3 separate regions of the Sus scrofa genome follow, and regions 1 and 2 are each linked to region 3. Evidence: chromatin contacts called from public Hi-C data. All regions are on one chromosome and are shown on one strand. Each heading gives the region's core, a stretch centred on a gene start, on an enhancer-like site or on the middle of the called end of the contact. The rest is flanking DNA. Distances are from core to core; before and after follow the strand shown. Region 1 holds the start of C12H17orf53. Region 2 overlaps HDAC5 (histone deacetylase 5). Region 3 holds the start of SLC25A39 (solute carrier family 25 member 39).

The links. A called contact is a pair of places that touch in the nucleus more often than the background predicts.
Region 1: a contact with region 3 is called in a Hi-C map of embryonic fibroblasts, with 2.1 times the contacts expected there. The contact joins the promoter of C12H17orf53 here to the promoter of SLC25A39 in region 3. A contact is called at or near these places in 1 of 5 promoter capture datasets (fetal liver), 4 of 47 Hi-C or Micro-C datasets (alveolar macrophages, embryonic fibroblasts, heart right ventricle and 1 more) and 1 of 2 datasets of contacts at active chromatin or transcription factors (alveolar macrophages).
Region 2: a contact with region 3 is called in a Hi-C map of epiblast stem cells, with 1.7 times the contacts expected there. The contact joins the enhancer-like site here to the promoter of SLC25A39 in region 3. A contact is called at or near these places in 1 of 5 promoter capture datasets (fetal liver), 2 of 47 Hi-C or Micro-C datasets (embryonic fibroblasts and epiblast stem cells) and 1 of 2 datasets of contacts at active chromatin or transcription factors (alveolar macrophages).

What each region holds. Positions count from the first base shown.
Region 1 is chr12:19,076,374-19,080,552 of Sscrofa11.1, reverse strand. It overlaps C12H17orf53, which reads left to right and starts at 2,676. Exons shown (of 11, transcript XM_021066897.1): 1 at 2,676-2,762. It overlaps HDAC5 (histone deacetylase 5), which reads right to left and starts at 2,643. Exons shown (of 27, transcript XM_021066892.1): 1 at 2,413-2,643.
Region 2 is chr12:19,101,358-19,105,572 of Sscrofa11.1, reverse strand. HDAC5 (histone deacetylase 5) reads right to left here. Exons shown (of 27, transcript XM_021066892.1): 4 at 1,390-1,649; 5 at 1,153-1,297; 6 at 927-1,041; 7 at 254-384; 8 at 1-117. Among named protein-coding and RNA genes, the nearest start is that of G6PC3, 23 kb to the left of the region's middle. Within about 2 kb of position 2,837, at least 57 of the 83 cell types and tissues checked have an H3K27ac peak or open chromatin away from gene starts, as enhancers often do. A contact at or near this core is called in alveolar macrophages, embryonic fibroblasts, epiblast stem cells and 1 more, where this site is marked.
Region 3 is chr12:18,913,430-18,917,172 of Sscrofa11.1, reverse strand. It overlaps SLC25A39 (solute carrier family 25 member 39), which reads right to left and starts at 1,632. Exons shown (of 12, transcript NM_001244966.1): 1 at 1,612-1,632; 2 at 638-737; 3 at 479-538; 4 at 317-361; 5 at 1-59. The coding sequence starts at 722.

The DNA.
Region 1 (4,179 bases), core at 1,427-3,926, 160 kb before region 3:
AGCTCCAGGCATCTGCACAAGCCAGATGGAGGAGGCTGCTATTTCTAGAAAAAAGGGGGGGGGTGAGAGGGGAGGGAGGGACAAGACGGAGGCAGAGGGCAGAAGACCAGGTCTGTTTCCCCTGAAACCTCAGGCACAATGATACCCCCACCCCAACACTACTAGACAGGGTCCCCATTCAAGAAAGGGCTGGGGCGGGGGCTGGGGGGAGGTGGGGTTGGGGAGAAGAAAGGCAGAGAAAGTTTAATTAGCCAAAGTCGGCTACAATAGGCCCCCTCACGGGCTGCATCAGGTTTTCATTCATGAGCAAGCAACAGTGCTCCAAAAATGCCGAGAACCGCCCCCCCCTCGCAGTCTCTCCCCCTCCCCCACCAACAGGAGTGCGTCCTCCAGCAGGCTGGCTGAGCCTGATGCCGTGTTCCAGACACCCCTTCTCAAAGGGATGTGAGTAGGAAGAATTAATTATTAAAGAGCAGCTGGTACTTCGGCACCGACTACACTCCCCCCCAACTCCTAGCGCGCGGATGCCCCCTCCCCCTGCAGAAACACAAACTACCCCCCCCCACCGCCCCATCCCCAGGCCCTATTTCTAAACACACAGCGAAGATGCCACCCCTAGGGAAGGCAAAGCAACCTTTGTCTCTGCAGCTACTTGGAGTGGGTGGGGCATGTGATACAGCTGCCCCCCTCTCTGAATTACTCCATCCAGCCCCAAAGGAGGGTATACTGGAGAGGGAAGGGGAGGCTGGCACAGAGCTAACATTTCTCATTCCTTGCCGCCAGCCAGCCCCCCCCCCCAGATAAACTGCACCTGGTATCTGTCTGTCTGGCCCCTGGCATGCACACATATTCCCAGGATAGAATGGAGATGCTGGGGGCCCACCCCTCTAACTCAGAGACCCCCCCACACCTGCCTTGTCTGGACATAGCCCAGATCCAAGTCCAAGGGGGAGACAGAGCAAAGAGAGGAATCAAGAAGAGGCAAGACGCAAACCAAGAGCTCCCCAAGCTTGAATTTACAAGGTACAGGAAGGAGGTTAAGACTGAAATGAAAAAGCAGGCAGCCCCCTACGTGGCTCATCCACCATCCCCAGCCCAGCCCAGCCCAACCCAACCCAGCATCTCAACAGCCAGCACAGGTTCAGGATCCCTGGTACCTGGAACTCAGACTGAGGACCCTCCAAACCTGAGGAGGCCCAGGGCAGGATCCAGCCCCAGGCCCCAGTCCTGCAAAGTAGGCTGGTTAGGGGTCCTTCTGGCTAAAAGTCCTGAACCTCCCATCCTCTGCCTCCTTTTGTTCCTATGTTCTGACTCCATCTTTCCCTCCCAGTTGGACCCTGAACCCAGTCACCACGAGCATCACTTCCAATCGTCAAAGCTAATTCCAGGCCCCTGAAGCACAGTGGTCACTGTCAGAGTCGTGGCTCACTTGAGCACCCCCAAAAGCAACTGCAGCTGCTAACCTCCCTCTTTTGGGACACATCTCATCTCAGAAGGCCAACAGGGACTATCAGGTGGTCACCTCCTCCCCCCAGAGGGGTGCTCCCACCTTCCCCTCCACCCCACTCCACCAACCAGACTCCCAGATTAATTACTTATTACCCCATCAGGTCTCATCTTCCCCAGGGCCCCAGGGAAGGGTGGGGTTGGGAAGCAGCCTCCCCCAAGTTAAAAGGCACAGGCAGTGTTTCTGCCTCCATGAGACACAGATCCAGGATGAAAAACGGGGGGCATCCACCCCAGACAAGTAGGGGGAGCTTTCATCTCCCAGCTTCCTCACTCGGGTTCCAGGGTGTCAGACAGGAGAAGAGGGTGGGAACAAACGCAATAACACCTCAAGGGGGAGGGAATGAGAATAATGGGAGAGAGAAGTAAGGTGGGCCCGCAGGCCCCCTCCTCCGGCACAGAAGTCAAGGACACAGAATCGAGGATACCTTCTGAGGTATGGGGAGAAGCGCTGCGGGGTGGGCAGCGCCCCTCACCTCAGAGTACCAAGAAAGGGTGTCCAGCGAAGAGGGGTCGACACAGAATCCGGCTGCAAGGCTCAAGTCGCTCTGCAACGCACCACGCGCCGCCCGGGAGAGGGCAAATCCGACTGCCCCGGCCGGTCTCCCAGCCATTCGGGGGTGTGGGTCGCGGGAAGATGGGCCCCTCCCTTACCTGCAGGGAAGGCGCCCCTACCTGGGAGGGGCTGGGAGGGGCGCGCGCAGTAGCCCCGAGGCCCGGCTCCCGGGCCGGTGATGCTCCCAGGGGGCGCCGGCTGGCACCCGGGCGCCAGGAGGAAGGAAGGGGGGCGCGGAGCGCGGCGCGCGCGCGGGGAGCCCGCGGGCAGCGACGGCTGGAGGAGGGGGCGCCGCGTCGCGTCCGGGGGGCTGGGGGGAAGTGGGATCGGGGGTGGTGCAGCGCGCTCACCCCCTGCGGCTCGAGCTCCGGCTTCGCAGGCGGCGGCGGCAGCAGCGGCGGCGGCAGCAGCGGCAGCGCCTCCTCGACGGCTCCTCCATCTTTGCGGCAGCTCCTCCGGCTCCGCTCGCCGCCGCCACCAACAACAACATTCGGAGACGTCACTCCCGTCACGTGATCCGACCCAGCGCTAAAAATAGACCCAGACCCCCCCAGTTTCAGCCACCACCAACCCCTCCCCTCCTTCTCGGCCCTCCCCGCGGGGCGGGGCCAACAGCGCCACCGTGACAGCTTCTTAAAGAGCCAATACACAGCCAAGGGTTGGGCTGGGGAAGGGGAGGAAGGCAAGGGATCGGAGCCCCGTGAGTAGTGGTGGAAGGATTGCTGCGGGGGTACAGGTCTGGCTGCTAGGGGCTCAGCCTTTGGGATGCACGCTTTTCCTCTGCGCTGTCTCCACTTCCTTTTCGAACCGTGGATGGTGCAATCGCTGCCTGCCTGAGCTTCTCCTTAACACGCCCTCCCGCCTTGGGGGAGGGGAACTGGGGATGGATTCCTAGGGGCTGGGAGGGCTGTGGAGGCCCCACCTTGGGGGCCAGGCTGAGAGCGGATGGCTGGGACAGGTCCCGAACCCGCCGCCATCGACACCAGCTCCGACCTCACACACTAAATCTGTGCCAAGGGGAGAAAAAAAAAAAAAATACTGGGAAGAACCAGGGTACAGTTGTAAGAGTCCAAGGCCTTCAAAAGGAAGACTTCCGGTCCCTGGCTTCAGTGCCACCCTGTTCCACAGCACTACTTAGGACACAGTATATGTGATAGACCCTAGATGGTTTGTCAGTGACCTAGTAATTTCACTAACGAAAATGTATTCCAGGGAAATAAACATTGTGCTCAAAAGTGAGTATAGAAGGAAAGAGATTCCTTATAATCCTGTGAAAAGTTGGAAACAACCTAAATAGCAGCAGCTGGGATTGGCGAATAAACCTGGGCACATCCATTCAGTGGAATACTTTCCAGACATTAAAAAATGATATGTCTATATTGACCTGAAAAGATCCGCATGATATATTGTGTTCTTGAAAATCAGGAATCAAATAAGTACTACAGAATTGTTCCATTTACTGTAAATGCCAAAAAACTAGACCCATATGTCTGAATATGTATGCATATTAAAAAGCCTTTAAGAATATATACCAGGGGAGTTCCCGTCGAGGCGCAGTGGTTAATGAATCCAACTTGGAACCATGAGGTTGTGGGTTCGATCCCTGGCCTTGCTCAGTGGGTTAAGGATCCGGTGTGGCCATGAGCTGTGGTGTAGGCTGCAGACGCGGCTCGGATCCTGTGTGCTGTGGCTCTGGCGTAGGCCGGTGGCTACAGCTCCGATTGGACTCCTAGCCTGGGAACCTCCATATGCCATGGGAGCGGCCCTAGAAAAGGCAAAAAAAGAAGACACACACACAAAAAAAGAATATATAGCAAAATATTTACCTTTGCTTTCTTTTTAATCTTTTTCTGTATATCTGAAATTTTGTAACTATCATGTATTATTCATCTAATCAGAAAAAGTGAATATATTGGCGTTCCCACGGTGGCAGAGTGGGTTAAGGATCCGGCTTGTCCCTGTGGAGGTGCCCATTTGACCCCCAGCACAGTGGGTTAAGGATGGAGAGTCTCTGCAACTGTGGCGTAGGTCACAGCTCCTGCTTGGAACTTCCATATGCTGTGGGAGCAGCTGAAAAAGAAAAAAGGAAGGAAGGAAATACATAAATGTTTCTGTAA
Region 2 (4,215 bases), core at 1,588-4,087, 190 kb before region 3:
CTCTCTTCTTAAAGGTGCTAATGACAGTGCCATCCTTGCGACGCAGGAGGGGACTGCTTCTCCGCTCGGCCACCTTCTGCTTTAGCCTCGAACGTACTTTCAAGTTGGGTTCAGAGGCTGGAGAGAAGACAACCGGGGCTCAGGCCCATGCGCACAAACAGACACACCTGCATTCTGGCCCCTCCACATTCCCAGACCCCCAAGCCCACCCCCCAGGAGCCTTATTCTGGGAGACCAGGCTGCACGCACTCACCTGTTTTGCGGAGGGGGAAGTCATCGCGGCTGTCGTAGGGCCCAAGCAAAGGCAGCTTGTAGGAGGGAGGCGTCCCGGGGGGGCCGCTCTGGGGAGGGGAACTCTGGTCCAAAGAAGCATGGTGGGCTCCCCTGCCCGGTGCAGGAAGGGAAAGGAAACAGATCTAGGTTATCACCCAGCCTGCTGGACCTGCCACCTAGCAATCTACATTTTTTTTTTTTTTTTTTGTCTTTTTAGGGCCACACCCAGAAGTTCCCAGACTAGGGGTCAAATAAGAGCTGCAGCTGCCGGCCTACACCACAGCCACGGCAATGGGGGATCTGAGCCGAATCTGCAACGTATGCCGCAGCTCACAGCAATGCCAGATCCTCAACCCACTGAATGAGGTCAAGGATGGAACCCGCATCCTCATGGATACTAGTCGGATTCTTAACCCACTGAGCCACAACGGGAACACCGCCATCTACATTTATGAAGCATCCACAGCATCTGGGGATAGGAGGTGGATCCCGGAGAGGGAAGCGACAAGAGAAACCAGGGGTGGAAGTCTCATCTCCCAGGAGAGATTGCAGGGCCCCCATGTGGCTTCGGGCCAGGAGCCCCCTGCCACCCTACAGCCAGGCAGCCCCTGGGCAGAGCGTGTCTTTGATCCCTGACTGCCGAGAGCCATTACCAGCATTTGGGATGCTGCGGGAGGGAATGGTTGAGGCCGCCTGGTGTGGGCTCCTTTGACTTCGACAGGAGGAATTCCTGGAGCCTCAGCTTCACCTCAGTGCTGGCGATGGCACCTGCAGGACAGGGCACAGCTGACCTGGGAGGTCGCAGCCAGGACCCCCACAACCGGGGCTGCCCGGGTGGGGTGGGAGTCCAGGCCAGCCCCAGGAGGCCCTAGGCCTTACTCTCTTTGCTCTTCTCCTTGTTTCGCAGGATGAGCAGCTGCTGCTCCAGCCGCTGCTTCTCCAGCTCCTCCTGCCGTTGCTGCTCCCGCTGCCGCTGCTGCTCCAGCTCCTGCTGCCTCTTGGCTGCCAGCATCTCCTGCTGCTGCTGCAGGGGTGCAGGGGGGAGGGAGGCAGGGTGAGCCAGGTCCGGGCGGGGGTCGGACGTCTGGGTGGCCCCCCCGCACCCCCCTCGCTCACCTTGAGGTGCTTCTGCAGCTGGACCTCATGCTGCCGGGTCAGGTGGTCGTGCTGTTTCTGGAACTCAGCGAACAGGAGCTGCTTCTGCAGCTGCTGCTGCTGCTTGAGCGCCAGGAGCTCCTGCTGGAGTTGCTGCTCCCGCAGCGCGGGGTCCACGGGGCCTGCCAGAGCACCCCGAAGCTCCACGGGGCTGGGGCTGCCTCCTCCCCCGCCCCCCATGGAGCTGGGCATGGCTCCTGGCAGCACCGGCTTCACCTCCACTGCAGGAGAAGAGACAGGAAGGGGGTCAGCAGGCCAATCCCAGACCCCACCAGGCCTGGCAGCCTTGCCTGGGGCTCAGAAAGCTACCAGGCAGGACTATTAGACCCAAAGAGGATTGGGGGGGGTAGCCAAATCCCTCTGCTCCCTGGATGACACCTTCTGCCTTCATTAAATGAGCTGGAAGGCATGTACTTCGATAAGAAAATGGGCAAAAGCAAAGCAGGGTACCTGGAAGGTTGCGAGGGCTCCAGACACAATATTGTCACTGACCATTAAGGCCACCGGGCATTTTACGAGACTGACTTTATTGATAAGGAAACCTAGCAGAGGGGTTTAAGTAACATGACCAAAGACCAGCAGACAGGTGATCAAGGAATGAAGATGTCAATCCAAATCCTTTGCTTCTAAAGCAAAAGGTGCTTCCTCCCCCACCTCTCAACCCCACACCCTTCCGGCCAAGAAGTCTACACAAGAGGAGAAACTGAGGCACAATGGTGGGTTCTAGAAATGATGGAGCTGGCAACCAGGGCTCTCGGTAAGCCCAGGATAGGTCTGTGGGGACCCTCTGGCCATGCCCATCTGCTGCCCTTTTCTCTGCCCCACACCCAGCTGGGGCAGATGGGGCGGGAGGGTGAGGCTCTGGGAAGAGGGGGCGGGGCGGGAGCAGGAGGCCGCAGGACCAGGGGGGTGCGGGGCTGCACCCGACCAGGGGCAGGAGGGGGCTGGGAGTCAGACTTGCTTCCTTTGCTGGATTATCTCCTTTCAACAGTTTTATTGTAATTACCCTGAAAATGCCGCTATATATAGAGCGAGCCAAACAGCAGCTGTGCCTGGGGGGAGGGGGAAGGAGAGAGAGAATGGGCGGGCGGCGCGGGGAGGAGGTGGGAGGAGGAGAAGGCAGGAAAGGAAAGGGAATCAGACAGGAAGAAGGGCAGTGGCAGGGGGCGGGGGCTGGCACTGCGGCCAGATCCCAGGGAGAACCCGCTGGGAAGGGGAAAGTGGGGGAGGGACCGGCCGGGGCCCAAGACCAAGACCCGGACGCGCAGGGTCCGGGTCTCCAGGCAGACAATGGGCCGAGGGGTCCCCGGGAGGGGCAAGGGTTCCAGTGGGCCAATGGGAAGGACAGGTCTCGACCTCTTGATCCCTGTACACTGTCCTCCGGTCACTGAATGTCACTCCCCACCCCTGCCCTGTGGTTGCCAGGGCAACCGGGCAAACACCACGCCAGCGGGGAGCCCCAAGCCCAGCCCACACTCCACGAAGCCTCCCGACACCAGCAGGAAAGGGAAGGCAGGCTACCCACGGCCCAGGAAGGAGGAAGTGAGAGAGGCAGGGCCCAGCCGGCTTGTTTCTCTTCCATTTCTTTTCCCAAAGACATGGCTCACGTTCCCCACTCTGGCCCAGGGAGGCCACGGGTAGCGGGGAAGACTTTCCGAGGGCAGGGAGGCCCTCTCCAGCCCAGGCCTGGAGAAGAAAAGACCCTGCTATCCTGAGGGCTGCCATCGTCTCTGCGGCCTCGGCCTCATGAGCAGGCCTGTGCCCAGGCCCCCACCGCCACCCCTTATCAGGAGTGGAGAGGGAGCTGGGAGGAGGTGCTAAGGGCTGAGCTCGGAAAGGCTCCCACACCCATTGCAGTCTATGAGCTCGGATCTCCTCAGGGAGCCTGCAGAATGAGCGTCACCAAAGCAAGGGCAAAGCCTGCCGAAGGCCAAGGCCGTGCTACCTTCATGGCTGAACTTGGGCCCCGGGACCCCCGGAGCCGGGAGTGGGAGGTGGCCTGAGTGTAACATGGCACCCCACCCCCAGCCCTTCTCCCCCCAGCACCGCCAAGCACATTCCTCTGTGGTCTGCCCGCCAGCCACACTGACGACTCTGCGGCCACAATGCCAGAGCCACATCTGCAGGAGTGGCCAGATGTGGCCAGGAGGGTGGGGTTACACACACACACACACACACACACACAGGCTCACTCGCTTTCCCTCCCAACCCAGAACCAGGAGGAAAGGCCCTTGGAAACTGCAGGGGGCCCTCCTAGAAGTGGCCGGCCCTTTGCAGGGTGCAAAAGCAGGGTGGCAGCAAGGAGCCAGCAGCCAGCCTCAGGTATCCCCGGCCCTGGAAATGCTCAGCAAGGCCCCATGCTGCTAGAGAGTTATCCGTTCCTCGGCAAGGCTGGCTTGGCCCGTGGCACTCAGATCGCTCAGCCAAGAGGTGGACAGGCTTCAACCTGCTGCTCCCGGCAGTGCTGGGGCTGCGGGAGCCGGATGCCAGCCCGCCCGCCCAGGGAAGGGCAGGGGTCCAAGCACTCCTGGCTCCCAGCAGATAACCCTGCTTGGGCTGGAACTCCCGCCAGCCATGCTGGCTTCCCTTGCAGGAGCCCTGCAGAGAGGGCACGGGCTCCGGCAAGGGGACTCTCCTAGCAGGGCTCCTGCACAGCCGCCACCGCCGCAGCCAAGATGCTAGGTCCTGCGCTGCAGTGGGAGCTGCAGCCCCATTGGTATGCAGGTGGTGGGGCGGCCAGCGGGCTCCGCCACACAGCCTTGTTCCCACACAAGCAGGAAGCACAGG
Region 3 (3,743 bases), core at 383-2,882:
CTCTAGGACACCATTGCAGTACAGGAAGCACTTCCCTGTGGATTGGAGAGAGGAGGGCACTGGGGAAGGAGTGGGGGCATCAGGATGACAGGCCTGGAACCCTGCAGGAGGCAGTGCGCTCCCATCCCCATCCCTGGAGGGCCGGCAGAGCCTGGGGTCCATGGGTGGACATTCTTGTGTCAGAGAGAGAGGGGTGGCTGATGGGATCTAGAAGCCAGTGCTAGTCCATAGCTGTGGGGCCCCTGTGAGCCCTGGGCAGACTGGTACACTCCCTCCCCTGGACCCTTACAGGTACCCTGTGGCTTAGGGCACTCACATTTGGCGTAGGAGAGGCTCCAGAGTCTGGATGGAGGCATCAGCTCTAAAATACAAGGCAGTACCCAAGTTGGGAGTGTCCCCTACCTACTCGGAAGCCCCCACCTCTGGGAAATCCTTGGCACCAGCCCCTACCCTACGGGCTCTGGGGTTGGGCACTCACCACTGGCCACCGAGGGGCGCTGAGACTGCAGGCGGACCTTCACCACATCCAGGGGGGTCACTGGGGGAGGAGGGCAGGTCTGAGGACTCCTTGCAGGACCCACCCTGACCCCTCCAATTCCCAGCTGCCCGCCCCTCCGCGACCCTCCCCAATTCTTACTGAAGAGAGAGGTGACCACAGCCCCAGCGCCTGATGCCACCATTTGCTGGAGGGGGCTGATGCCCCCGGGGTCCTGCTCGGCCATCTCGCAGCTTCAGTTCTGGAAAGCAAAGGTCACTCAAACGGAGCATCTACCCACAAAACCAGACTCGGGGGGAGGGGAAAGAAAACAAGGCAGGGGCACTTGGGGACACTACCCGGACCCTCACCCCATCCATCCACTGAGAGTGAGTTTCTCGCAACAACCCATTAAAGCAATTACTGCCAACTCCACTTTGCCATCGGGGAACCTGAGGCTCAGAGAGGTGAAGTGATCTACCCAAGGTCCCTCTGGGGGTCTGGTCTGTAGTCGGGAAGGAAACTGGAAGAGTCGCCCATGGTTTAACGGGCAGTAATGACCCACCGCCATGCCCTTACCCTCCCCACACAGATTTACGGGGCATCTCTTCAGCGTAGGTGCGGGGGGGGGGGTCTGGGGCCTAAAGATCAAAACGCCTGAGCCGCCCCTCTAGGCCCCCCACTCCTGAGCCCCAAGTCACAGGGCATGGAGAGGTGGGGCAGACGAGTGAGGGGAAGAAACACATCTGAGAGCGGCCAAGGGGACTCAGTCCCCCATCTGTTTTCTGGGGACTGCAGGCATGGGTGCCTGGTCCTCTCCCGCACCCATCTTCCCAAGGCCAGAAGCGCCAGGCCCCGGGCCTGGGTGGGAAGAACAGTCTCTCTGCTCTCCCTCCCCCAAATCGGTCGGCCGAGAGTGCGAGAAGTGGGGATCGACGAAAGATAGCTCCTCGTCCCTCGGCGACACTCTCTACCCCGGAGCCGCTCAGAGAGCGCCCGGTGGGGCCGACGAGGTCGGCCCGCGACTCCCGGCCTTCAGCCCATCACCCCCGGGCTCAGCCTCCCCGGGACCCCCTTAGATCCGACTCCCGCCTCCGTCTCCAGCCGAACCCTCAACCCTGGTCCTGCCCACTCACCTGGCTCTTGGCCGGTGCTCGCGCGCCGCGGCGCCCGGGGCCGGGCGGGCCCATAGCGGCTCCGCGGCCGGTGCGGGCTCCGCGAGCCCTCACCGGGCAGCAAGGCCGACTCGGAAAGCGGCGGAGCTCGCCCCGCCCCCGGAACGCGCCGGGAGGCCCCGCCCCCGTGGGCCGACCGGCCGCACGCCCGGAGTGACGCCGGCGCTGCTACTCGTACCAGCTTCGTCCAGGACCAGCGCTGTCTCGGACCCGCGCCACCTGTGCCTCCCCAGTGCCCTGCCGGGCCCACGCGCCAAGGTTGGGGGTCTCGGCGCCGCGTGTGACCTGGCGGCAGTGATACGCTTGACTTCGTATTGTCACCAACACACCTCACCAGCACCCGGGCAGCTTGCTGATCCCTCAAACTTTGCAAACGAGCGTGAGCAACGCACTCTCCGCATCCCCCCATTTTCCTCATCTGCATGGAGGCGGGCTTTTGAATCGGCGATGGCAAAGCATTTAACTACCGGACTCTGCTAAGTTTTTACAACTCAACGGCGACTGTATCAAATGGGGCCGTCCGCACTTAACAGGCAATCCATTGAGACTGAAATTCCAAGACCTCTTGACAAACTGCCGGGTAACACGCGAGCGCGAGCAATAGATTTAGAGAAGCAGTAAGTAACCTGGGCCTGGTAGGCTGGACAGCGATAGAAGGCTGGCCCGGGAGCCGGGAAACCTGGGTTAAACCGGATTCAATCTGGGCTTCGTCCCATCGCCATGTGACCCTGGGCAGGTCACAGCACCGCTCTGTGCCTCGGATTCCTCCTTCGCAAAGGGTGAAGATTGAGTAGGGGTAGGGGACCCACATTTCTTTGTTGCTTACTCTCACAAAACCGATTTCTTCTAAATCTCCGAATATCTAGAAATGGGTTATTATTAACCCCATTTTACAGAAGACGGAATGAGGCTCGAAGAATCCGGTATTAGAACCGGGTAAGTACCTTTTTCCCTGCACCAGGTTGCCTCCCCAGGTGACAGGTGGACATAAATCCTGCGATGCCATCTCTGATCCCGCTTCTCAGGGAGACGCATTTCTTTCCCGACCTTACCCGAGACCACCAGCTGTCTCGCCTCTACAACTTTCCTGTGGTCAGCGGTTATTTGTCCCAACAGAAAAACTAACTCGGAGTGTGAACCTGCGCCTTTAAGAAGGATAGGCCGTGCTTTTGACGTCACCGGCTCCCCCGCCTTGCACCGCCGGGAACGGTCCCATCTGGGCCTGGAGTCACCCAGCCGGCCGGTGCACGCCGGTTTAGCACGTGGATTCCAAGGGGCCAACCATGTGCTTTCCCTGCGAAAGGACGTTCGGGATCTCCACCTCTAGGAAGCCCAAAATGAGCTGATGGGGATAAAAATACTTCCGTTTCACAGAAATTTTGTGAGGATTTAATGATTTAATAGCAGTAAAGTGCTTAGACCCCTGTCTGGCACATGGGAAGCCCTCAATGACTACGACTGTCATTATTATTATTATTATTAATCCCCCCATCACCCCACCCCATGGCACAGAACGTTCTGGAAAGGGTCTTTAGAGCAACCAGGATTCTGATCTTACCTCTGCCTCTAAATACAGGCAGTGGTAGTGATAACTCCTTACACCCTTTTCCTCCCCAGAGCCAAGATGAGCTGCAAAGTAGCCCAGCCAGGAATCCCCCTCGGAGACCTCGGAGCCTGTCTTCCTCACAGTAAATGAGGGACTCGCGCTCCATTTCTGGTTTTCTTCTTGCCATAGGATGCCTTTGAGATTTGTCACTATACCTCAGTTTCTTCAACTGAAAATAAGAATGATGTCACCATCCTGCTCATTTACAGACTCTTAGCTCAAGTGCTATCTGCGAAAAGCTAGGTAGAGTCCACACCCAGAGCGGAGCAGCTCACATTTCCTGCCACCCCCCCACAGGAAAATTCTGTGAGACTGAGAAGACCTTGGGGGATCCTCGGGTAACCAAAGGCCAGTGGTGGCCAGTGCAGTGACAGCCGTCTGGGCCTGCAGGAGAAGTTATCCCCTATTGGAGCTGGGGGAGGCGTCTTCCAAGGGTGACCAGGGCAACTGCAAGGTGGAGCTGGAGCCTTGAGATGTCTGTGAACCT